2 separate regions of the Mus musculus genome follow, and region 2 is linked to region 1. Evidence: chromatin contacts called from public Hi-C data. All regions are on one chromosome and are shown on one strand. Each heading gives the region's core, a stretch centred on a gene start, on an enhancer-like site or on the middle of the called end of the contact. The rest is flanking DNA. Distances are from core to core; before and after follow the strand shown. Region 1 overlaps Gm38647 (a long non-coding RNA gene). Region 2 overlaps Arhgef4 (Rho guanine nucleotide exchange factor (GEF) 4).

Region 1 (7,735 bases), core at 1,403-3,902:
ATTAAATGGATTAAGAGAGCAGTGACCCTGGGGCAAGCTTCCACCCAGTTAAGCTTATTGTATATGAATCTGCAGTTGATCAAGGAATAGTTATAGCTTGTTAGGCATTATTACCTGGTTATTGTTTTCATTTAGATCTTTAATCTGGAATGAGTTACAATCCAGAAATAGAGGGTATAGCTGTGATCCAGATCTTGAGGCTGGAAGACACAGGCTTTTGATCTGGATCTTGAGGAATACTGGTCATAAAAAGCTTTGGTCAGGCATGGTGGTATACACCTTTAGTCCCAGGAGACAAAGGCAAGCAGATCTCTGAGTTCAAGGACAACCTGAGACAGCAAATAATAGGTGAAGAAAAGCTTAAGTCCAGGCAGGGTGGTTCACGCCTTGAATAACAGAACTTAGGAGATAGAACCATGCAGATCTCTGAGTTCAAGGTCAATATACAGAGCAAGTTCCAGGACAACCAAGCTCAGGCAGTGAAGGATTTAATAGAACAAGAGGGCCATGTTCCAGCCCCAGCAAGCAGCAAAACTCAGCAGCTTCAGCCATGTGGCCAGAGCAAAGGACTGTTGCTTCAGTCAACAAAGCAGAAAGGACCTGGGCATCAGACCTGGAGATACAGAGTTGGGAGTTTGTCTATCTGGTTTTTGGTCTTGCTTAGGACCAGTATTTCCTCACCATGAAGTTTTGGAATGGAATGTATATCTTGTGATGTTGGAGGTAGGTGATCTGCTTTTTGATTTTGATTTTATAGTGGTTTATAATTAAGTGATTCAATGAATCTCAGAAGAGACTTTGAACTTTTAACACTGTTGAGACTATTATAGACTATGGGGACTTTTAAAGTTGGACTAAATGTATTTTAGATGACACTACAGCTAGGTATGAATCCCATAGACTCATATGTTTGAATAAGTCTATGGGGGCTAGGGAGTGGCATGATTTCAATATGTTTGACCCCAGAAGTTGCACTATTAGGAGATGTGTCCTTGTTGGAGTAGGTCTGGCCCTGTTGGAGGAAGTATGTCACTGTGGGGGTGGAATTTGAGATCCTCCTCTTAGCTGCCTGGAAGACTTTCCTCTCCTGTTTGCCTTTGGAACAAGATGTAGAACTCTCAGCTCCTCCTGCACCATGCCTGCCTAGATGCTACCATGCTTCCTGCCATGATGATAATGGACTGAATGAACCTCAGAACCTGTAAGCCAGCCCCAATTAAATGACATCCTTTATAAGAGTTACCTTTGTCACAGTGTAAGCCAGCCCCAATTAAATGACATCCTTTATAAGAGTTACCTTTGTCACAGTGTCTCTTCACAGCAATGGAAACCCTAACTAAGATAAATCCTTTCCTCCCTGTGTTGGTTTTGATCAGTGTTTTAATGACAGCAGCAAAAAAAAAAAAGCAAACTAGAACAGCTATGTTCTGCTCTTAGCAAAGGAATCCTGCTGCATCAGGAGTAGGATCAACAGGATAGATCAACTTGCCAGCAAGAAGGAAAGCAAGCAGGCAAAGCAAGAGCTTCCTTCTTCCACATCTTTTCATCTGGCCTGCCACTGGAAGATGCCACCATCAATTAGGGCAAGCCTTCCAAGGACAAGAAAATCTCTCAGCTGTGTGCTCAGCCACTCACCTTGATTCCAGATCCAATCAAGTGGACGTTTAACCATCACAGTGTGTGCAGACTGAAAGTTGCTAATTAGATGTGATCACATCCCGGTAGGTTTCACTTAGGTCTAATTTTACCCATGATAGTTCCTGATGGTTGTGTGTGTGTGTGTTGGGTTGTGTGGTGTGTTTGTATGGTGTACACGGTACATGGTGTGTGTATATGTGCATGTGTGGGTATGCTATATATAATATGTGGGTGTCTTAGTCTTTGTATTCCTGCACAAAACATCATGGCCTAGAAGCAAGTTGGGAAGGAAAGGGTTTATTCACCTTACACTTCCACATTGTTGTTCATCACCAAAGGAAGTCAGGACAGGAACTCACTCTGGGCAGGAACCTGGAGGCAGGAGCTGATGCAGAGGCCATGGAGGGATGTTACTTACTGGCTTGCTTCCCCTGGCTTGCTCAGCCTGCTTTCTGGTAGATCCCAGGACTACCAGCCCAGGGATGGCACCACCCACAATAGGCTGGGCCCTCCCCTCTTGATCACTAAAATGCCTTACAGCTGGATCTTATGGAGGCATTTTCTCAAGGGAAGCTCCTTTCTCTGTGATAGCTCCAGTTTGTGTCAAGTTGACACACAAAAGCAGCCAGTACAGTGGGGTTAATGTAATATAGGTATGGTCTGTGTGATATAAAGGAATGCTCGTGTGTGTGTGTGTGTGTGTGTGTGTGTGTGTGTGTGTGTGTGTGATGTTGTGTTCTCTATAGAGTGAGGGCTGGAGGGGAGAGGGAAAGAATATATGTTTACACCATCTAAGGAAACCCCACTGTGTGTCCTCAGTTTTGGCTGTGGCAGCTCACAGGCACCCTCTTACCACTCACCTTTGCTTGGTTTGGTGAGTCCACCTCCACCAGAGGAGATGGCAAAGCCTCCCTGGGCTGGGAGCCAGGGCAGGTGGAGGTGGGTGTGTCTGGATGTGGCTGAGCCCTGGCTGTCATGCCTGTAACTCCTTCTCTTCCATCCTGCCTAGACCTGTTCTTGGCAGAGGAGAGAACATGGGACTCTACTCACCTTCAAGATTCAAGCATGGCTCCCAGAAGCTGTTTGGCCTACCATGAAACACCAAGAGGAGGTTTGGACAAAAGGGCTATCATCCCAAATATGCACTCCCAACCCCTAAGACCTGCTAGAGACCTTTATCCATGGGTGCTTGAAAGACAGGAGGTCCCTTTGACACGAAAAGAGAATGGAATGCTCTGTTCTTTATATGTCCCTTTACTGGGTGTCCTCAAGCAGTCACCTAAACTCTCTTAATCCCTAAAACCAGGTGAAAGAGCCTCCCATGGTTAAAAGTTGAGAGGATTAAATGAGGAAAATGGGCATCTGGCAAGGTGTCTGCTGCAAGTAGCTTCCTCTCTGTGACAGTTCATATTGATTGACAGTTTGAGTGGATAGAGAATTACACAGGAAAGAAACCTCCAAGCTCGAACCTCAGGGAGTTCTTAGATTGTGGGCTAGAGTTGTACGAGCTGGGCTCCTAGACCGAATAAAAAGGAGGGCATGAGCTGAGCACCTGAAGTTACCTTCTTCCTGACTGAGGATGTAATGTGACCTGCTGTTTCACACTCCTGCTGTAATGATTCAGTGTGATCCACTGCCGCACACTCCTGCTGCAGTGATGCAGTGTGACTGCTGTCTCACACTCCTGCTGCAGTGATGCAGTGTGATCCACTGTCTCACACTCCTGCTGCAGTGATGTAGTGTGACTGCTGTCTCAGACTCCTGCTGTAATGATTTAGTGTAACCACTGCCACACACTCCTGCTGCAGTGATGCAGTGTGATCCACTGCCTCACACTCCTGCTGCAGTGATGAAGTGTGATCCATTGCCTCACACTCCTGCTGCAGTGATGCAGTGTGACTGCTGTCTCACACTCCTGCTGCAGTGATGCAGTGTGACTGCTGTCTCACACTCCTGCTGCAGTGATGCAGTGTGACTGCTGTCTCACACTCCTGCTGCAGTGATGCAGTGTGACTGCTGTCTCACACTCCTGCTGCAGTGATGCAGTGTGACTGCTGTCTCACACTCCTGCTGCAGTGATGCAGTGTGACTGCTGTCTCACACTCCTGCTGCAGTGATGCAGTGTGATCCACTGCCTCACACTCCTGCTGCAGTGATGCAGTGTAACCTGCTGCCTCATGGTCCTGCTGCTGTGACTTTCTGCCATGATGCACTATACTCTCAAAGTGTGAGCCAGAATAAACCCTCCTTTGTGTTGGTTCAGGTCAGGTGTTTGATCACAGCAAAGGAAAGTGTAAATGATTGTTCTTTTCCCTGGAATGTGGAGCTCTGGGGTAAGATGAAACCAGGCCTTTGCCTGGAAAGTAGACAGAGGATTTTGCATAGGGGTTCCAATTTCTCCACAATCTCACCAACACTATTCATTTTCTTCCTTTCCTTTCCTTTCCTTTCCTTTCCTTTCCTTTCCTTTCCTTTCCTTTCCTTTCCTTTCCTTTCCTTTCCTTCCCTTCCCTTCCCTTCCCTTCCCTTCCCTTCCCTTCCCTTCCCTTCCCTTCCCTTCCCTTCCCTTCCCTTTCCTTTCCTTTCCTTTCCTTTCCTTTCCTTTCCTTTCCTTTCCTTTCCTTTCCTTTCCTTTCCTTTCCTTCTTTGTGTGTGTGTGCATGCTCATGCATGTATGTTTGTGTGCATGTGCATGCCTGTGTGTGTGTGTGTGTGTGTGTGTGTGTGTGTGTGTGTGTGTGTTAATTGCAGCCATCCCCCTGGCTGTGAAGCAGTACTCTATTTCAGAAGCTTCAGTTTCTAGGTGATAAATAGCATTGTCCATCTTTTTGTGTACTTCAGATACTTTAATACCTTCTTAGGAGACATGTCTATTTTCTTTTCTTGCTTTTCAGCTGTTTATTTCTTTGCTAGTTTTTGGATGGAACTGTGTGATTGTATTGTAAAGTTGTGAGAGTTTGAGAAGTCTGTGCTCCGAAAGTACAGCACACAGCAGACACCTGGGTTGCTTTTCACTATATCAGGTGACTATGTTGAGACATTAATGCTTTAGTTTTAATGAAGCTCAGCTTATCCAATATTTCTTTTGTTGTCTGTGCTTTTGGGGTAATGGCTGAAAGTGGCCATTAAACCAAATATCATGTAATTCCCACTGTATTTCTTTCTAGGCATAAACTAAATGACTTATATTTAGGCAATGAGTTCATTTTTTATGTCCTTTCTCCCATTTGCCCCTGTCCTTATTCTATCACGTGTGTCCCTGGCTTTGTACTTTCATAAATGAGACCTCCCCGGGAGTTCTTTGGGAGTGCAATGCACCTCCTCGGAGGTCATACTTTGTACCCTGTCTTTACAGATCCACTAGACTTGAGCCCCATAATTCTAGAAACTAAGTGGGATGGTGGGTGTGTTTGTTCCTTCATTGCTGTGACAAAATGCCCCAGCTAAAGAGATCCAAGAGAAGTGTTTCTCTTGGCTCCCAGAGTATGTACTCTATCATGGCAGGGAGACCACAGCAACATGAATGTGAAGCAGCTGGTCATGTTGCATCCACAGCCAATCAGGAGAGAGCTGTGAACCTTCCTACCCTGTTAGCTTTCTCCTCTTAATCATTCCATTCCCTCGTGGGTTGCACTGACTACCGTGAAATTGGATCTTTCTATCTCTATAATCATAATCTAGAGACTCCCTCACAGGTGAACTGAGAGGCTAGCCTTATCTAAATAATCTCTCACAGGTGTGCTCCTAGGTTTGTCTTCTGGGTGATTCTGAGTCCTACCAAGTTGACAATTAATATTAACCATCACACTGAGCATGGATTTTGAAGAAAATCAGTGCTGTCTTGCGTGACAACTTGGGGAAGACAGCACCTATTTCTTGGGACAGCAAACTCCCTCAGATGGGATGAAACACCTACTGTCTCTGCGGAGGTGATAGTCAGTGCTCAAACCTCCTCTCAGGGGTGTTTCATGTAAAGACAAGCAGAGCTTCCAGGAGCCATGTTTGAATCTTGAAAGTGGATAGAATCCCAGGCACTGTGTGTGTGTGTGTGTGTGTGTGTGTGTGTGTGCGCGTGTGCGCGCGCGTGTACAGGGAACAGATCTAAGCAGGATCTAATGGAAGGAGCCACAGGCACGGCAGTCAGCCAGGGTGTGTCCACCTCCAGAGACACCCACGTCCACTTGCCCCAGCTTCTGGGCTGTGGAGGCGTTGCCAGCTGTACTGGTGAAGTCAGTCCCACATCACACCAAGCAAGGGTGAGGAGTGAGAGGATCCCTCAGAGCTGCCACAGCAAAGACTGAAAACACACAGTAGGACTTCCTTGGAACTCATCAATTGGCCATCCAGTGAGTTCTTGGGATGTATCTTTCTCTTTCTCATCTCCCCCAGGGTTGAGATTATAGACATCTGCTATCATGCCTAGCTTTTGTCTGGGTGCCAGGGATCTGAATGCCAGTCCTCCTGGTTGCCTGGCAGGCACTTTACCAAGCAAGCCACCGCCCATGCCCCAGTTAACCTATATTCTGTATCTTGGGAAAGAGCTGGTCCTCCCTCTCTTCATTACTAAGTAATGATTTATCTCCAGTTTTTCTCCTAAGTGTCTTGTGGACTTTAGCTCTGATGTGTGTCATTAATCTAGAGTTTTTTTTTTTTTTTTTTTTTTGCACATGGTGTAAGATGGAGGATTCAAATTAATTCATTTCAGCATGAACATTAAGCTGTCTCTGTATGAATTGTTGGAGAAATTGAATAGACTTGTTCCTCTCATTGAAAGCCATCTGACCATAGTCATAAAAGTTTTTATTCAGGAATCTCAGTTTATTTCACTGATCTACATGTCTAACTTCTATCAAGTCTGAGGAGTGATTTTTTTTTCTGATAACTTTACTGAATATAAAGATCACATAAGGTATTTCGGCTTCTAAACACTAAGTCTTCTAATCCATGAGAGTGGATTGCTTCTAATTGTTCAATATTCTCAAGAGTCTACAACAGTATTTTATAGTTTATAATGCATATGTCTTTCACCTCCTTACAAGTCAGAGGGACACTGACCTGGCTCTCATTGTATTATTAACTTAACTTCCTTGCACTTTGAGAATGGTGATTTAAAACTAGAAATAAACCAAACAAAAAAGAAAGTGCAAGGGAGAGTTACTTAGCCTCAACCTTCAACCTGACATAGTCTAAAACTCTTTGAGGGAGCCTCAACTGAGAGTTTGACTCAATCAGACTGGCCTGTGGGCATGCATATAAGGCATTTCCTTGATGGCTGATTGGTATAGGGGGACCCAGCTCACTGTGGACAGTGCATCCCTAGACAGGGGTCCTAGGCTAAATCAGAAAGGTATCTAAGCAGAGTTAGGAAGCAAGCCAGTAAGCAGCATTTCTCCATGGTTTCTGCTTCAGTTCTTTCTTGACCTCCTGACCTCATAACTCAAAGAAATGATTTCCTTGCATGAGTTGCTTTTGGTTAGAATATTTATCTCAGCGACAGAGAAAAAAATACTACAGAAATTACTACCAGAAGTGGGGGTTGTTGCAGCAACAGACCTAATCATGTTTTTAACCTTTTGAAAGATTGTCATGTGTTTGAAACTCTGAGCAAGAAAAGATATTGAGTGCTCAAGCTTACGTGGATGCTCTAACCAGGCGTTGGGAAGATAATAATGGTATGAGAAATGCAGAGAATATAGGTGTGACTTGTGACATTTAAGAAGAAAGTAAATACTCAATACTTAAAGTATTTGAATTAGAAGTCTCTGGTTGAGTTGAGCATGCTGGTGCACACCTTGAACTCCAGTACTTGGGAGATGGAGGATGTCTGTGACTTTAAGACCAGCCTGGTCTACACCACAAGGTTCAAGCCAGCCAGGGCTACACAGTGAGACCCTGCCACAAAATAAATAAATAAGTAAATAGAAAAATAAAAATGTAAAAAAAAATCCATGATTGCTAGTTATCTGGGGCTGAAAAACCAGCTGTGATTTTTAAGAGATCAGCATCATTGAGGCAAAAATATCTGAGAAATAAAGGTAAAACCTTAATTTTAGGGGAAACTCCAAGATATTGGACGTACCACAACCATAGGCAGTCT
Region 2 (7,735 bases), core at 3,509-6,008, 65 kb before region 1:
GCACATCAATGCTTACTGAAACGCTGTTCACAAGAGCTACATAAGGGACCAAACTCTGTGTCCATCAACAGTGGAATGGATAAGGAAAATGTGGTTTGCCTGCACAGTGGAATTAAGCCAAACCGAGACAGACAACTGTTACATATTTTCTCTCGTCGGTGGGGCCCTGATTTTTTAGGTTTATAAAAATCACATATAAAATGGATGACAGGAGAGTGGAGGTGAAACTGGGTAGAGGACAGAGGGACTGATGGGATGGAAACAAAAGAGAGTCATTAGCAGAGCATGGATGATGTAATATGCTCAAAGTACATTGCATTGTGGGAACATAATCAAAAGAATAACATTTGGCAGATAATGCCTCGGGGCACTGTAAGGTCCCCGTCTCTGCCTCCCAGGGCTGGAGCTTTAAGTGGGCTACCATGCCAGTTTGGCATGCCGATGAATTCTGAGGATCCAAACTCTAGTCTTTATCCTTTAACTGGGCAGCCACCTCCCTGGCAATTTCTCAAACTCTAACCTCGTACTTGACCTGTGAGCTGTCAATCATGTGGGCTCTTGACCAGAAATGAAAATGTATACCCACCATGGTGTGGTGCATAAACGTTCACAAGAGTTCTAGTTGTGATACGTTGGATCTGAAAGCTGCCCAAATGTTTCTTAATAGATGAATGGTTAAAGATAAACTATTAATTAGCTATGAAAAGGGGTTATTGATACATGAAACAACTTAGGCAGGTCTCAAAGGACTTAGGCTAAGTAAATAGCCAATCTCAAAATATAACATTTTTGAAATGTAACCATTGACTGGGCTTGGAAGTAGTTCAACCAGGGCCGGGAGGATGTGAGTAGAAAGGAATTTAGCTCAAGGGCAAGGAATTTGTGTATCTTGCTGATGACAGTCATTGCATGTCCTTACACTTGATAGTCATTGCTTTACAGCTCTGTCCATGATATAAAATAGAAGCTGTGTAGCTACAGATTGATCATCCCTCGTATGAAAGCAAATAAGCCTAAAATACACAAAACCCCAAATTAGAAAATCCCATACCTGACCTTAGGCGGTCACAAGGCAAAGGAGCAGTAAAGACACTAATGATGTTTTTTGTTGTTTTGTTTTGTTTTTTGTTAGTTTGTTTGTTTTGTTGTTGTTGTTGTTGTTGTTGTTGTTGTTTTGAGACAGAATTTCTCTGTGTAGGCCTGGCTTGTCCTGGAACTTGCTCTGTAGACCAGGCTGGCCTTGAATTCACAGAGATGCACCTGTCTCTGCCTCCCAAGTGCTGGGATTAAAGGTGTGCACCACCACTGCCCAGAAGACACTAATGAACAACCTCCAGCCTGTGTGTGCCAGCCATGAATGACACTAGCGAGTCCTGTGCCTGAGATTCATTTTATATTTGTGTGTATGCGCACATGCCCATGCAGGCTCCATTGGAGGGCAGCAGAGGGCTTTGGATTCCCCCAGAACTAGAGTTATGGGTGGTTGTGAACCTCCTGAGGTGGGTACAAGAACTGAACATTAATCCTACGCAAGAGCGGCAAGAGCTCTTAGCCGCTGAGACATCATGCCAGCCCAGCCTTGCATTTAAGCTTTAGGGTCATCCTCAAGCTGTCTCATCTATGTCTATGGCAATATTGTAAAGTTGCAAAGGTAATTGAAACTTGACATGTTTTTTGTGATCTTACTGTTGAGTTTTGAGCCTTATTTGTGTGGTGATAGTTCTGCCATTGGACATGCGAGTTGCAAATGGGGGTTTAAACGCATCCTTGGAGGGTGGTGATGGAGTCACCTTGCACTTACATACATACTTTTGACATTCCAAGAAGCCCTGACCACCCTCCAGATGCCCTATCCTTCCGTGTGTGTGTGTGTGTGTGTGTGTGTGTTGAAGCTTTATAATGTTATATTGTATTCTGTATTTGGATTCAGTGAAGTAAATTTCCCTATGGTGTCTTTTAATATTGAATGTTTTTTTTTAAATTTTACCTTAAAAGTGATGCAAAGGGTGTTAAGGATGTAGCTCAGTTGGTAAAGTGACTGCCTAGCATGCATGAGGCCTTGGGTTCAATGCTTGGCACCCCACAAAATGCTGGGCATGGTGGTTCATGCCTGTCACCTTAACACTTGGGAGGTGTGGGCAGGAGGATCAGGAGCTCAAGGCCCTCCTTGGCTACACTGCAAGACGATGGCCAGCCTGACCTCTATGAGACCAATACTAAGAAATCTAGGTGGTTTAGTAGCTTGAAGCACTGCAGCCATGCCTGACCACTTGAATTCAGCTCACTGAACATTGTGAGAGCAGAGAGCCCATTGCCATTTGAGCTGAAGCAGCCCCTGCCCCAGAAACACTTACTAACTCAAGGGAACATCCCTCCACTTGTCTTAGGTAATGAACAAGTTGTTACCACCAACAGCTCACTTACCTCATTCCCAGGATGGTCCCTAAGGAAGGGCACTGTGCCCAGGCCATGGTAACACTGGCACTGGCTCTTGTCTTCCTTCTGGTCGTTCTGGTTTAGTGTTTGCAGAGAGAGTAAGAGGCTCGCCCTGGCCTTGGATGCCTTGGGCCGTTCGGGGACTTCTGAACTTCTGTTGGCGTCCTTGTCACTTCTGAGAGAGACCATGGAGACAGCACTAGTCCTGCCTCTAAGGCAGAGATCCATCCTCTGCGCCCCAGCCATGGGACTCCTGGGTTTGGGGCTTGTGGGTCTGCAGGGCATGCCTTGGTTCTCATAGGTCAAATGGCAGGCAGAGCTGCAGGGGAGGGCAAAACTGATGTCAATCTGCGCTGCTCCGGGGCTGGTGGCAGAGGTCAGCCAGGAAGACTTTGGGAAGACTCCAGAAGAGAGGTGCGTACTGCTTTCCTGGGCAGCAGTGCGTCTTATGGTCGGTTCACTTCTCCTCCGGTGTTCCGGAGAAGCCAGATGGCTGGAGGACAGAGTTGCAGGGGAGTTTAGGGGTGTCCAGTGCTCCCCAAATACATGGCTGTCGGTGTCAATCGTCCACTTCTCACAGTGGCCTCTGGTGGCTGGTGGGGAAGAGCAGAGGAGTTGGGGAAAGCCTGGTTCTGGAACCCCACTCACTAAAGCAGGTCGTTTGGAGCCTTCCGCATCTTTGCTTCTCAGAAACGCACGCCAGGAGCCCCGGGCTCGCCTGCGCTTCTCTTTCTCGCCTTTGACAGAGCCAGTATTTGTTTTCTCCATAACTTTGGCTTCAAAAAAATTGGTAAAGGTCTTATGGGCTAAGGCCAGCCTGGCTTTGATCTTGCTTTCTGTTGTTTTCAGTCTCTTGATGTTGTAGCTTTCTGGGGAAGGTCCTTCACCGCTGAGGTCCCCAGATGTCCCTACTTGAATCACACCAGATTTGGTCTCCAGAGATACGCTCTGGTGCACGTGGTGCAGAGGTGGTTCCCCCTGGCAGGGACTGTGGGGGACCCTTTCTTCGGGGCTAGGGCAAACTGGGTTCAAGTCCTCTGAGGTTAAGGCCTGGCTGTAGGGTATGTCCCCGCCAGGCATCTCCCTGGACCAGGGCATGTCAGTTCTTAAAGGGGTCATCTGAAGACAGGCAGGGTGCTGCTCTGACTCCAGCACACTCTGCTGAAACCCACCGCATGGTTCCTGGAACTCCAGTGTTGTGGTGCTTGAAGCCAAGACTCTTGAAAGGGGACCCTCTACCTCGCCCGCGCAGGCGCAGATTTCCGCATTCTCCGCATCGCCTGTGCCACACCTTCCTCGTTTGCGATCTGAGCTGGGCAACTCCTGGTTCTGCTCGGTGTGTACACACTCAGACCCTAAGTCCAATCTTTCCCCAAGCAGCTCGCCCTCCAGTGTCTCCTCTGAGCTCAAAGTGTCATCCGAAGAAGTCCTAGAGACTGGCACTCTCACGTGCTCTATGCCTTGGGCCAGCAGCTGAAGAGCCCCACCATCCACCTCTGCCCCTGGACATCCCAGCAGCTCACATTCATTGCCAAACACGGGCATTTCTGAGGCCCTGGAAGACTCATAAGCCGTGGCGCTTGTCCCCTTCTCTGGAAGGTGCCCACACTGTGGTTCTATGAGACAGTGAGCCTTCCTTGTAGAAGTCTGCCTTCCTTCCTGCTTTACTGCTATCATAATGAATTTGCAGCTGTGCCTGGAGGCCCCGTGGGCTCCTGGAGCCTGCCGCTGGCCAGAAGGGGAAGGCTCCGGGTCATCCCCAGGTCCCTGTGCACACTCACTCCCAGGGTTGCGGTGAGATACTTCCAATGTTGGGAAGTCCAAAAGACTTTGCAAGGCCTTCCCATTGCGTTGGAGGTCTAGAACCACTCCCTCTTCTGCTGCTTCTAAAGAGCCAATGACACTTGATTTCAGGGCTGTCCTTGGGGCACAGGCGCTATCGCTCTCTTCTTCCCAGGAACCTGCAAGCATTCTGTTGCACACAGGTACCTCACCATGGCAGCAGTGTTGTGGGAAGAGGGAGGCCCTATCAGGCGGCTTTCTCTCCTCCTGGAGAGCACTCATTGATGGGTAGTTCTCCGTCTGGCTTCCTGCCTCTCCGGAGATGTTTAGCAGGCACTGTTGTTTACTGATAACATCATCAGGGTGGACACCTTTGGGCTCCTCAAGTCTGCTTTCTGGGCTGTGCCCTGGCTTGCATTCAGCCGGCCTGGGCACTTCCTCTTGGCTGTTGAGCTTCAGCAATTCTGAAGTAAGGTGGGAAGGGGCTGGGCATGACCTAGAAGCCTGTTCTACCTGGTTTTCCAGTGGAAGGCCTACACAGGGTGTGTCTGGAGATGCCCTCTTAAAGCTACAATCACTCAGCTTGCACTCACCCTGCAAAGGAGGGGCCCTGCTTTGAGAAGTAGGAAGTAAACGAGACAGCTGGGTGGGCCCAGGAGACTGGGTTTTGTGAAGGATTGGGTGGTCGGGTTCTATTTCTGTCCCTTCCCGCAAGTAGGGCCAATTTGTACCTTTCTGCTTCAGAGGCTCTTTAGGACAACCTAAAGGAAATGAAGCTATAGAATGGGCCCTGACCAGAGTCTTTACCTGCCAGCAGAGGTACCCTTGAGGTGGCTTGGCATTGGCACCAAGATTTTCTGGGGTACTCTGGTGACACTTGGTGTCTAAGAGATAAGGTGTGCCCAATCGAGGTTGACAGGCTATGTCAAGGAAGGGATGAACCCAGAACAAGTCTGTGCCCACTGTGGACCTCGGAGCAGGCCCCTTCTTTGTCCTGATCCACAGAGGGAAGTCATTGTGCTGTGAGCCTGTGGGAGGTATCTTTGCTGCTGCAGTCCTGATGTGGATTTGTGGCCAGCTCTGACCTAGTTCACAGTGTCGACGAAAGCAAGGACAGACCACAGGGGCATCCAGATAGCCCCTAGACCTGGCCTGTTGCAGGTGGGGACTGCTGTTGCTGCTGGCATGCTTCGAGAAGCACACAGATGCTGGCACAGACTCCTGTACAAAGCTAGCCACACGGCTGCAGGGGCATGCTTCATCCCGTCTTCCAGCAGTCAACATGTGCAATTTACTTAGCTGAGAACCTGCCTTTAAGCCTGAGGGTAGATCCGGCTCTTCCTCTGTATGGAGCCCTTCGTCACAGACCAAATGCCGCCCTTGGGGAAGTCTAACTGTTGAGTCCTCAGGGCATCCCCAGCCTGCTTCTCTTTCGGAGAGGCCAACTCCACCAGTGAGGTCACCCGGGAGGGACTCCGCCTCAGAAGCACTTTCAAAGGGATCTGTTTTTGTATCGGATCCGGATCGACTTTCGCTCTTATGGGACAGTGTCTCCAAGTCCTCGGGGTTTGTTTCCTGTTCCTCCGAGTCTGCAGGGCCTGGGTGGAGCTGGTTGTCTTCACACTCTTCCTCACCTGGAGGGGGCACACCTGGCTCTGGAGTCTAGAAGGGCAAGAAGAGAAGAATCAGAGGAAAGTTCCCAGGACGTCAGCAAGCACATTTATACCATTATGCACACCTTTCTTTCATAGGAAGAAAATGCCCTTCATCACTTCCCAGATAGCCCCAGGAAGGAAGCAAAGGACCACGAGCTACCTTGCATTAACACAGGAAACAAGCACAGAGGGCAGAGACCTTGCCTCGTTGTGCAGAGCATGCCATGCAAGCCTGACAGCCTTAGTTTGGATCTCTGGGACTGAAATAAAACCACGTGCAGTAGCTCAAATCTGTAATCCCAGCACTCCTATGACAAGGTGGAAGGCAGAGACAGGAGCATAGCTAGAGGCTCGAGGATTAGCTAACTAGGTGTCGGCAGCAATAAATAAGAGAGACTTGATCTCAAGGCGGAAATCGAGGACTGACAATCAAGGTTGTCATCTGACTTCTACATGCATACTCTGGTACATATATACCCCCACACACATATGAACACACAAATACACAGATGTGAACAATTACTGCACACACACACACACACACACACACGAACAAACAAATAGAAATATGACACACACATGAACATACAAATACAAATATGAACATACACCACACATATTTACCCATATATCCCTCCACACACATATGCATACACACTCACACACACACGAACATACAAATACAAATATGACACACACATGAAGACACAAGTATACAAACATGAACAATCATTGCACACACATGCACACAAACATACAAATAAAAATATGACACCCACACATGAACATACACCACACATACCCATACATATCCTTCCACACATATGTACACACACTCACACACATACACTCATGCATATACACACTCACATTCACACACACAAACACAAGCATACAAATGCATAAGCATATATACACCACACACATACATACCCATCCATGCATACACACACACACACCTATACGCACATATATACATAAAGATGAAAAAGGGAAAAGCAATGAAAAGAAACCCAAACCATGGGGAGAAAATGTCATACAAGTTAAAACAAAGCCATCAAAAGGCAGAACAGGCCATGCATGCAAGAGCAGTTGAAGTACACACGAGTGTGCTGTATGAGTCACGGCGAGGAGTGCCTGCCCTTCTGTGAGGTATCCAGCAAGAAGAGGCAGATGAGTACTTGTCTGCCCTCGCCTCTGTCTGTTCTTGTGCAGCCCAGTAGTTTACAGTAAATGCTCTCACTCTTTGAATTTGTCTTGAGCTCCCATGGCCAGAGGCAGGAAAGGAAACAAGGGGAGTCCAGAGAGTCCTGAGACTGCAGACACGGGATGCTATGTATGCTCAAGGCAACTTAAGGGAACGAGGCAGAAACTGTATCAACCACATCTGGGAGCCACGAAGGCCTGGCATTGCTTGCCTTTTTGTTTGAGACAGAGTCTCTAATTGGCCTAGAACTTCACCAAGTAGGCTAAGCCAGCTGGCCTTGCCTTGGAAGTCTTGAAGCAGCCCTCTTTGCCCACCGCACTTGGCTTTTGTGTGATTCTGCAGAGTCAAACCCAGGCCCTCTTGTTTACAAAGGAAGCACTGTGCCAGCCCTCTAGCTACACTTTTCTTTTTTTAAGACAAGGTTTCATTATATAGCCTTTGCTGGCTTGGAACTCACTCTGTAGAGCGGGCTGATCCCAAACACAGAGACCCACCTGCCTTTGTCTCCAGTGAGTGCTGAGATAAGACATGTGCCCCGGTGACCAGCTTATACATTTCTTAATCCACTGTTTCAGCCATGAATTCCCTTGCATCCATTTAAAGAGTACAGATCTGAGTTATAAAAAAAAAAAAAGGTACCCACCTGCAAAAATCT

What was found. A called contact is a pair of places that touch in the nucleus more often than the background predicts.
Region 2: a Hi-C map of epidermal suprabasal cells shows a contact between it and region 1, with 2.6 times the contacts expected there. The contact joins two enhancer-like sites. A contact is called at or near these places in 1 of 39 promoter capture datasets (embryonic stem cells), 1 of 15 datasets of contacts at CTCF or cohesin (hippocampal excitatory neurons), 8 of 484 Hi-C or Micro-C datasets (brain, embryonic stem cells, epidermal suprabasal cells and 5 more), 5 of 115 datasets of contacts at active chromatin or transcription factors (double positive thymocytes, embryonic stem cells, neural progenitor cells and 1 more) and 2 of 9 other capture datasets (embryonic stem cells and liver).

The regions. Positions count from the first base shown.
Region 1 is chr1:34,652,513-34,660,247 of GRCm38.p6, reverse strand. Gm38647 (a long non-coding RNA gene) reads left to right here. Exons shown (of 4, transcript XR_865332.2): 3 at 1,438-1,721; 4 at 2,648-3,012. Among named protein-coding and RNA genes, the nearest start is that of Gm38647, 11 kb to the left of the region's middle. Within about 2 kb of position 2,652, at least 2 of the 459 cell types and tissues checked have an H3K27ac peak or open chromatin away from gene starts, as enhancers often do. A contact at or near this core is called in epidermal suprabasal cells, where this site is marked.
Region 2 is chr1:34,719,849-34,727,583 of GRCm38.p6, reverse strand. Arhgef4 (Rho guanine nucleotide exchange factor (GEF) 4) reads right to left here. Exons shown (of 14, transcript NM_001368773.1): 2 at 2,425-5,880. Among named protein-coding and RNA genes, the nearest start is that of Gm32920, 35 kb to the right of the region's middle. Within about 2 kb of position 4,758, at least 15 of the 459 cell types and tissues checked have an H3K27ac peak or open chromatin away from gene starts, as enhancers often do. A contact at or near this core is called in epidermal suprabasal cells, where this site is marked.